Linked DNA regions of Zea mays: regions 2 and 3 are each linked to region 1. The links are chromatin contacts, called in public Hi-C maps. All regions are on one chromosome and are shown on one strand. The core of a region is the stretch at or near the end of the contact, and the rest is flanking DNA. Distances in the headings are between cores, read along the strand shown. Region 1 holds the start of LOC100383008 (CDT1-like protein a chloroplastic). Region 2 holds the start of LOC100283840. Region 3 holds the start of LOC100272875.

The links. Hi-C and Micro-C count contacts between places; a contact is called where the count stands out from the background.
Region 2: a Hi-C map of tassel shows a contact between it and region 1, with 2.4 times the contacts expected there. The contact joins the promoter of LOC100283840 here to the promoter of LOC100383008 in region 1. A contact is called at or near these places in 4 of 25 Hi-C or Micro-C datasets (ear, endosperm, leaf and 1 more).
Region 3: a Hi-C map of ear shows a contact between it and region 1, with 2.5 times the contacts expected there. The contact joins the promoter of LOC100272875 here to the promoter of LOC100383008 in region 1. A contact is called at or near these places in 2 of 25 Hi-C or Micro-C datasets (ear and tassel).

Annotation. Positions count from the first base shown.
Region 1 is chr10:147,969,595-147,972,926 of Zm-B73-REFERENCE-NAM-5.0, forward strand. It overlaps LOC100383008 (CDT1-like protein a chloroplastic), which reads left to right and starts at 2,078. Exons shown (of 8, transcript NM_001175689.1): 1 at 2,078-2,142; 2 at 2,881-3,236; 3 at 3,329-3,332. The coding sequence starts at 2,896.
Region 2 is chr10:148,121,186-148,124,339 of Zm-B73-REFERENCE-NAM-5.0, forward strand. It overlaps LOC100283840, which reads right to left and starts at 1,667. Exons shown (of 7, transcript NM_001156738.1): 1 at 1,169-1,667; 2 at 999-1,057. The coding sequence starts at 1,564. LOC100283301 (6,7-dimethyl-8-ribityllumazine synthase) reads left to right here and starts at 1,833. Exons shown (of 9, transcript NM_001369530.1): 1 at 1,833-1,968; 2 at 2,809-2,992; 3 at 3,077-3,154. The coding sequence starts at 2,884.
Region 3 is chr10:147,778,359-147,781,756 of Zm-B73-REFERENCE-NAM-5.0, forward strand. It overlaps LOC100272875, which reads left to right and starts at 1,323. Exons shown (of 4, transcript NM_001327982.1): 1 at 1,323-1,443; 2 at 1,521-1,650; 3 at 2,946-2,983. The coding sequence starts at 1,575. It also overlaps the pseudogene LOC103642941.

The sequences.
Region 1 (3,332 bases), core at 828-3,327:
GCACTAAAGAAGCACACCAATTCCAGATATGCACTAAAGAAGCATCTATAAGGCTTGACCCATAGATAAATTCAATTGATTCTTTCAAAATGACCTTTCGTAAATGCTAAGCATGGGGCTATGATATCAGGAACTACTAAACAAGTTGAAATTCTGCAACAGTTAATCGTTTGTGTCACTCCTCTTTTTTATTTACACGAACCGGTGGCAGAGGTGGAGTCGAAGGCCTCGTATCTATAAAAAAAATTACCCTCAGTAAAAAATTCGGTAGCACCTCCCCTATACGGTGAAAATTCTAAAACCTACAGAGAAATGAACAGCACGATGACTGACATACACATTTACTTTCCTTTCTTTTCTTTATTTATTTATTTTCACTTTCTTTCCTTTCTTTTCTTTACTTTCTTTCTTGTCCGCCTTCAATCATGTAGGCGACGTCAATCATATACGCTTGTTTTTTTTATTTTCTTTTTCTCTCCTTTTTTGTGGTTTTTCTTCTTTGATTTCTTTATATTTTAAAAATTCTAATTAATTCTCTTTTTTTATTTTTTTATTGACATGTTGTTGCCGCCTGCCAGGCTGCATAGGAATGTAAATGGTACGGATATTATCTGTACGTATTTGAATTCGGTCCATCTAAAAGGGCTAAGACCTGATCTGTGTCCGAGTTCTGGTATTCAGTAACCGATTTGTATCCGATTTATATCTGTATCCATATAATCAAAGTCGGATATTTAAGATGTCGATATTCATTCAAATCTTATCCGACACAACTCAATAATATTCGTATCCGTTCTGAATCTAAAGAGTAAAAATGAAAACAAATATGGTATGAGTAATATCCGTCCGTATTCAATCCGATTACAACCCTATTGCTGCGTATGGTGTGTACTGAGGGTGGAGCTGGTGCAGGTTAGATCGGTTCGACTCAGGTGCTTGGTTTCCCTGACTACAATTTAGTATGTGTCATATCGAACATTTGAATGTCAACTATGGGTATTAAATATAGTCTAATTATAAAACTAATTACTGAGACGAAGACTAAACGGGTAATATTCTGCCAAATTCTTTTGCTTTTTTTTGTTTACCCGTCCGTTGGCATATATAACTATTATATCAGCTATGAGACAAAATCGCATGTGTAATGCTGCTACTGTGACAGAAAAGGTACAACTCATGTAAAGTTATAGGTGATAATCTATAAAGGGCCTTAACTGAACAGAAATGGTTATTCTATTGTTACTTTAGCTAACAATAATATCAGTATCACAAGTGGAAAAACGCTGTCACGACTCATGATTTTTTACGCCCCCTTTTATCCCCACCACTTTTGTTACGATTCTTATTGTGTATTTACTTTAATGTCTTTTATATTTGTCGTATCATTAGCACGGACACAGTATGCATCATCAGCCGCAACAATTCGCGCTGGGCCATTCAGCCGTTCCAAAATGTGTCTTGCTCATCCAAACACCAAGGTAGTGTTTGGTTGAGGAGCTAAGTAGAACGGAGCCGTTCCATCTCTAATTCTAGGAACGGAGCCGCTCTGTTCTGTGTTTGGTAATCTGGAACGGAGCGGTTCTGTTTTTTGTTTGGTTGCAGAGTGAACGGAACGGAGCGTGACTGTGAGAGCGGGATTGGAACAGAGCGGCTCCGTCCCATTGATTTTTTGGAGCGGAATGGTTCCGGATCTGAGGAGAATATTCCCTAATTGGAGCCATTCCGTTCTAGTTACTTTGTAACCAAACAACAACAAAACTAGGACAGAACGGTTCCGTTCTACTTGGCTTTTCAACCAAACACTACCCAAGTGGGCTGGTGGGGGAGAGAAACTGAGTCGGAAACTCGGAATAGACCGGTCTACATGCGGCACGCGCCAAGTGGGCTGAAAGCGCGAAACACAAAGCGGCCCACGACTCGCTTGATGGTGACGTATAATAGAGCCGTTGGGCTCGATGCGCTCGCTCGGCTTTGCTCTGACACTTTGAAGCGGCACCGCGCGCCGTGCGGTACTCCGCGTCATCCGCGCTTCATTTTCTACCCTCCCCTCCACTACCGCCGACTCCGTGGCGACATCCTGAGTCGGAGCGCCGTGCTCGTCCGGATTCGAGACACCGAGCACAACGCGAGCTCTTTCTGTAGGTATATTTTCAAGATCTGGTCCTCCGTTTGCTTGTGCTCTGCGAATTATGGCGATGCTTTCGTTTCGTGTCCCATTGCCACACGGGTGTGCTCCCATGCGCTCTCCGGAGGGCCATCTGTTTCGCCTCTTTAGTCGGCATGAGCTGGTTTGAGTGGCGCAGTGGTTTGTCTGGTCTGCTGTTGTGCTGTGTCGAGAGGCAACGTCTAGGGTTTGCGGAATCTGTGACCAGTTCTCACACAGTTTTTCCGGTTTTAGCTGATTATTCCCAACCGATTTTCGGATTCAGTTTTGCGGGATGGCAAATTTCCTGTTTTTCTTTAGCGCACTTCATAGTTCATATGACATCGCAAATATCTCTGTACAGCATTTTTGTTGGGTTGGGGAGGGGGATGGGATAAAGAATTTAAGGTACCTGGCATTTTGTCATACTATTGTGAAATTCTGGTGGATGTAAAACACTGGATTTATCTTGCACAGGTTGGCCCTAATTCATGTATATTTCCACAAGTAGTTTTTTTAATTATTTTTTAAGTAATTAGTATGTATTCGTGATTGGATAGTTGTGAAGTACCTTGTGGCATATTACTAGGGGATATAAGTATGAGTATGACCATATAAGTCGATGTTTCCTACTCTTGGATAACATTGTATAGTACTACCCTAGAAGTTCACCCATGTACTTCTGTGCATTCAGGATTTGTGTTTGTAGCATATTACTTATGGTCCCATTCTTGTAGTGTTCGGAGCTGAAAATGAGTGAGGTGAATAATACTCAGCTGGACCTTGAGAAAGGATTTTCTCAAGTGTCTCATGATAATGATTCGAGTAGCCCTGTAACGGTGCACAAGATGAAAGTTGAGACAGAAGGTGGAAGTGAAATCGAATCACCCACTCCAGAAAAACGTGAATCTAGAAGCAAAGGGGTCGTTGTGAGTTCACTGGCAAGGAATTTGCTTGCAGAGAGGTACAAAGACAGACTTGCAAATCAGCTGGTGGAAGATGAGAGTGAGACAGATGATGAAGACTATAATGAAAGTGTTTCGCCTAGTGGTAGCCGATCTCTTTTTTTAGAAAGCATTGAACTTCTTGAGAAGTGAGTCATTTTATTATCATCTCAATATCTCATGCATATGTGTGCTGCCTAGCCATGGTTATTCACCTTGTCTTTCTTATTCACAATGGAAGACAC
Region 2 (3,154 bases), core at 417-2,916, 150 kb after region 1:
CATCATTTCAATCAATACTGATATTTAAAAAAACAAAAAGTATATGCAAGTATGATAACTCTTTCGCAGCTGAAGGTAACAACTGAAGTGCTGGAGGCAAAGATCAGCATCAATTTCTTAGTCTGGTGATTCACTTCATTAAAGCTAAAATTTCCATGTGTTTCATGGCCAAAGTCAATGCAACAGCATATATGCTCTAAGACTTAGTTAAAGGTAGACAGCTTTTGCGAGGATAATGTGGCTGATAACACTGATATTAGCAATACATTTGCTATGGCAACAGATGTTGCATGGCTGTCTGGCCAAAGATTGTTGACTAAAAATTGGTCCATTTCTGTTTTGTGGAAGCCATCAAAACTTTGGATGCACGATAAGCCCTACTGTGTGAAGCAACAAAGATAAAAGGTAACACCTATTTTGCTATCCAAACACAGTTGGCAGCTGGTATGGCTATTATCTCAAAATCTGTGATGTTTCAACTACAGAATCAGATATAACCTATATGAGTCAGCCAACCCCATCTGCTGACTTTTGTAGAGTGAAAAAATCTAGACAATGTTATGCACTTATATGGATTATACTACACCCTAAACACACCAAACAGCAGGAACATAATGCTACTATTTAATTCAGAACAATGAGTAACAGTCGGCATAGAAAGAACAAAGAGACTGGCACCACATATCAAACAAACATGATCAATTTTTTGTTCTACTATTTTTTACTTCTGCACTGAAGACGACAACAACTGTACAAGTTCTAAAGTTTGGTCATTACTAATGCAGTGTCTGTTCATTTGAAGTCCATCAAAGCACATCATAAGCCTAGCAGCACCTTGTTCTATCAAACAGACGAGTCAGGCATTCATTGGTTCAAAGACATAGCCATCATTTTTTTTTTTTGAAACTAGCCAAACATCAGGGTAACTAGTAAGGTATGTTCATTTCACCCAGTATATACTTATCTTAAATCATGGCTTAGTGGAGCAAAGGTCTCACCTGCACTGTGCGGCAATCTTCCCCTTCCCCATCTTCAGATCATTCCTCACAACCAACACCTACAACCAAAGAAACAACCAACACAACAGAGCATCCTTTAATTCTATCCCTACCCCAAAACACCATCCAACAAACCAGATTGGTAGATGTCTGAAATAAATCTGCAGTACCATTTTGAAATCTTCTATTATCTCAGCAAGGTTCTCGATCTCCAGGGGACTGGCCGCGGCCTGAGACCGGGACCTTTCCGCCTCCCTGGCAGAGTCGGACTTGGTCACCACGTTCCGTGCCCAGTAGAGCAGCCGGAGCCCGGCCCTCTTCTGCCCTCCCGCCCGCTTCGCCGCGCGACTGCGGCCGGAGTTTTCGTCATCATCTTCTTCCGAGTCATCCTCGGAATCGTCATCGGAGGTCCCTCCCGAACCTGGGCCGGCGGCGTGGCGCGGGAGGCGGGTGAAGGCCAGGAGGTAGCCGAGCGCGAAGCAGCCGGCGGCCCCGGCGACGGCGGTGGCGGCTGCTGGGAACGCGGCGGCCGTTGGGAACGAGAGCACGGAGGCCGACGCCCCCATCTAGATCGCCGTCGCCGGTCAGCGGCGGCGGCGACGGCAGCTAGGGTCTCACGACCGTGGGGTTCTGGGATTAGGCTTGCTCCTTGTCAAGAGAGAAGATTCTGACCTGCGGGTCCGCTTGGTATGATGTTTGTGGTGCAGCCTGTCAGCGTTCTAGCCAGCCAACAACACAAGCAAGCAAGTGCAGCCGAGGGGAGCCCAGCCTAGCCGATGGAACCCAGCCGAGCCAGACTCTACAGCCCTGCATCCGTGCGGCCGTGCGTGCGTCAACGCCAGTCAGTACGTCGCTGCCTTTCCTCTCCCGACTCCCGTTCACCACACTACTTTCCCTCGTGCGGCCGCCGCCCTACAACAGGTGCCCCAGGTCTTCGCTGCGCCATTCGCCAGCGACGAGCACCCAACAGGTACGCCCGTCCTTTGTCCTACCCTCCTGATGTGCGAAACCGAGCATCCAAACCCTAACTTAAGCTGTTTGGCTATTTACATTCGGATCTGATTCTAATCAGGGGTGTACATGTCGATGTTGCCTCTTTATTCGGCGCTAAGAAGTAAGAATGGTCGCTGTCTTATGTCCATTACGAAATAATTGGAATTTTGCCACTTGAAACGTTGTCTGCTTGTTACCCATATGTCTATGAATTGAGGTTGCTCTGTATCTATGAAATGTGGGGCTGATGGCAATTTTACGAACATGTTTCGTGGTGATGGAAAATATCAGATTCATCTAGAGTTAACTCTATTTCTCTCTCTCTCTCTCTCTCTCTCTCTCTCTCTCTCTCTCTCTCTCTCTCTCTCTCTGCACGCATCCAGTGCAAATGGTGCTCTTTACCTTTAGTTGGAGATTCTCGAATTTTTGCTTTCGCCGTTCTAATGTGTGCAATTAGATTTTCTTAAACTGAATCTATAGATCAGAAAGCTACACATTTGATCGATATTGGAGCAATTAAATTGCAAAAAGGTGAAAATTATCCAAGAATATGGGTTTAAAGTTTCAGTGCCATAAATCCAAAAACAACAATGAAGGCACAATGTATCTGAAACTCTCAACCAAAAACAGAATTCCTATTAGGAATGCTGAGGATTTTATAGCAAATAATTTGATACAATATGACTAAAACTAAATCCCTGTGTTCCAAATGAGTTCTTAATTATTTTTTGGTATTTTGATCAATTAGTACCATCCTGAAAGGCTGCAACACAACACCGTGAGATGTGACTTCTGCTGGTTATCTTGTTTTTCTCAGGCTCAGAAACATCGCTGACATCCACATGCACCACAGTAGTTCAGTAGAGTAGCTGTTGGAACCCACACACCGGCGATGGCAACTGCTCCTGTGACATCCTCCATGGCTACGAACTCCACCTGTGTGCGGCTGCCTAGCATGCCCCTGAGGCGTGCACCCGCCATCGTCTCCTTTGCCTCTCGTCGTACGCGTCCGTTGTTGCCTCCATTCCTTAACCATCAGTGACCTACTTGTCTTGATTTATTACTATTGTTTTTGCTTCGTGCAGCATGGTCAACCGCAATGACCTCATGTACTGGATTGTCGCGGCACTCTGATGTGGTTGCCGCCGCGGGGCACCAGAAGT
Region 3 (3,398 bases), core at 73-2,572, 190 kb before region 1:
TTATTTGCATAGTCACAATATATATAGGGAATAAAAATGATGTGACATCTGTAATTTAGTTTCAGTGCTATTTTTTATGTACAACTTGATATATATCTGAAATTAATTTCTTTTTGAAGTGATTTCCAAACTTGATCACTGTCAACGTGAATCATTCTTATTCTTTCAGTAGTCACTGCAAACAGGTTGAATCATGGAGGCCTTGCATTTTTTCTTCCTCATTTATTGTTCAAGAGGTGGACGAGACGTCTCTTTTAACAAAACTGGGCGACGACACTTAAATTGATTAAGTGCGGTGCACCGATGTTATAGGTCATTGTCTCGTTGTTTTCTGATGACCAACAAGGACAAGGAAAAGGTGGCCAGTGGCCTGCCAGATCGGAATTTGCTGTTTACTCTTTTGATCTGACGAAATCGAATCAGAATAAAAGAAAGCTCTGCACTGTTCATCGAGAGCATCCATAGCAAGAGGAAGCGGCTGAGGTTGGCTCGGGTGAGCAACATGGCGGAGAAGCTGACGCCGGAACAGGTGGACGAGTGCAAGAAAATCTTCGACCTGTTCGACACTGACGACGACGGCAAGTCGCCATCCCATCGAACTCCTATCCACCGCGCGCGCACTCCGAGCCTCACTCAACTCATATGTGCGTGCGTGCTTCTTTGTTGCTCCCGGCCGGTAGGCTTGCAGGTCGCATCGCCACGGGCGAGCTCGTGACGGCGCTGCGCTCCCTGGGCCAGAACGTGGACGAGGCGGAGGCGTGGCACTTCCTGGAGGACGCGGGCGTCGCCGCGGGCACCGGCGACATCGGCCTCGCGCCCTCGCGGCGTTCCTGGCCGTGGCGGCACGCAAGATGGGCGCCAGGCAGTCGGAGGCATGCCTCGCCGAGTGCTTCGATGTGTTCGACGACGCCTGCAGCGGGTCCATCCCCGCGGAGCAGCTGCGTCAGGTGATGGTGAGCCACGGCGACCGGCTCACGGAGGAGGAGGGATTGCGGCGGGGTCGCGGGCGAACGGACTGCGCCGATTTTTGCGGTGGGTGGAGGGGAGCGGGGGCAGTCTACGGTTGAGACTTAATAGTCAGTAGAGATTTAGAGTTTTAGGAGAAAATTCGAATTACAAATAGTCCGAAAGATTATAATAGACTTTTTTCCCGTTCGTATAAAAGCCTGGACCAGAACCAGTTCAAGCCCTGGGCCGGCTTGGTGATGTTCTGTGCATGCTCTGAAAGGCGTTCGGCCCGGCTGAAAGGGCCCGTCGAGGCCCAGCAGGAATTTCTCGGCCCCTTTCACACACCAAAAAAAAAACCAGGTGAGGAATCTACCAATTGATTTTCTTCACCCGTCCACCTCGTCTTGCGCTCCTCTGTCTCGGCGACGACTGTGCTACCGCCGCCGCCGCCGCAAGACTTCGTCGGGCACTTTGCCGGCGACGATTTCCCACCAGGTATACTACCCACCCTATTTTCCCTTACTTCTGTGCGAAAAACCGAGGACCCAATGACCCTAACTTAAGCTATCTAGCTATTTCTACTCGGATCCGATCTATTTACAAGCCCAACAGGATCAGAGGAGGTGATGGCGAGGAGTGACAGCTGCCTGGCGCGCGTGGGTGCCGGAATTGCTATCGGTGGCGCGGTCGGCGGAGCCGTCGGTAACCTTCGTCCCTAAACCCCTAAACACTAGGCTTGCAGCATCAATCCGTCCGTGCGAGCCGCTTCACCCGTCGGTGTTTTTTTTTTTGGTTGGAAGTAGATTAGTGTGCGATTTCAGGAATCTTCTCGAGCTAGCTAGTAGCTACATCCCTGGTTTGTGTGGTTAGCTAGCGGCAGATGTAATAACTAGGTGGCTTTTGTTAAGAGTTACTAGTGCTTAGGTAGCATCATCTGGAGGTGGAAGATATCGATGCTCGAGTTGGAGTTTGTTTGCCCCCAATTGCTTGTGCTCTAAGGGCTGTTGCTGATTCGGTCTGCCGTGGTTTGGTTAACTTCCTGCTGGTGCTTAGAACTTGGGATGGAAAATGTAAGATTTTGTATTTGCCTTTGATTTGACTGAATGAATGACTTCTAATGTCAAAGGCTTGTTCAATGCCACTTTGGAATGTACCGATTAGTATATTCCTGATTTGGATTCCATTGTAGCGTCAAGATGACAGCATTTGGAATTGTCTGTATGTCGAGTTACTGGTATTTGCTGTCATAAAGTTATCCTTCCGCTTGGTGATTTTGTACTTAGCTCGTGGAGAGAGTACCGGTCACAAGGACTTAAGGGTCAGATATGGTCGTGTATTAGGCTACCAGTCTCTGACTGTCTTATCTTGATAGTCATTACTCGGGTTTTGTAAGTCAGAAAAGATGTGCCTGTGGAAAGTTACTTTTGTTGATATTTTTACGGGATCTGTGTTGACCAGTGCTTCAAGGATGTACCTAACATGCTTGGCTTGCTTCTTTCGTGCAATAACTCTTATGCAATTGTTGCTTTCAAGATGTATCTCAAACAGAGTTGCTTATATTCCCTCTGCTCACTAGAAAGTGTTTAAGGGAGCCTAATTAGCATGCATGCAGTCTTTTCTGTCCTAAATCTCATTCTTGTATGAGGGAGTTGGTAGATCTCAAAGTGCTCTTGTACCCACGTGCTTCCTAGGATATGAATGTCACAGAAATAAATGGTATATTTTTCCTTCTTTCTGACGCCATAGCATGAGTACCAAGTTACTAAGGGGGTGTTTGAATGCACTAGGACTAATAGTTAGTTGGCTAAAAATTTGCTAGTGGAATTAGCTAACTAACAAATAGCTAGCTAACTATTAACTAATTTACTAAAAATAGCTAATAGCTGAACTATTAGCTAGGGTGTTTGGATGTCTCCAACTAATTTTAGCCGCTAACTGTTATCTCCACTGCATTCAAACACCCCCTAATTGGCATGTTTTTCCTCCTTCCTCTGCAGGTGCTTGCTATGGAACTTTTGAGGCGTTCAGATACAAGGTACGCATACACTTTTGCGTTATTATATACAAAATTGCATTGTGGTAGGGCTTCTATTTCATTTCACTTCCAATATTTGGTTTTTGTGTCATTTTCTCATGACCAACAAATTTCATAAACTTTTGGATACTGATGCATCCAAACAGACTAGGAAATAAACTAGAATTTTCGTGCGGCGTTGCCGTGCACGCTGTTTTATTTCTATTGTATTTTTATCTTTGTGTAGTTTCTAACAGAAAGTGCTTATATTTTGTTTCCTCCGTTTTCTCGGGGCTCGGGGGCGGAACCAAGCTGATGGGACTTGGGCACATCTCTTATCAGCCAATTAAATGGCGCTTGCAATCTGTTTGGTGACATGCTACAAAGGATATAGTTGCGTGGAACACCATGATTTTTGGCTATGTCCAACACGGGG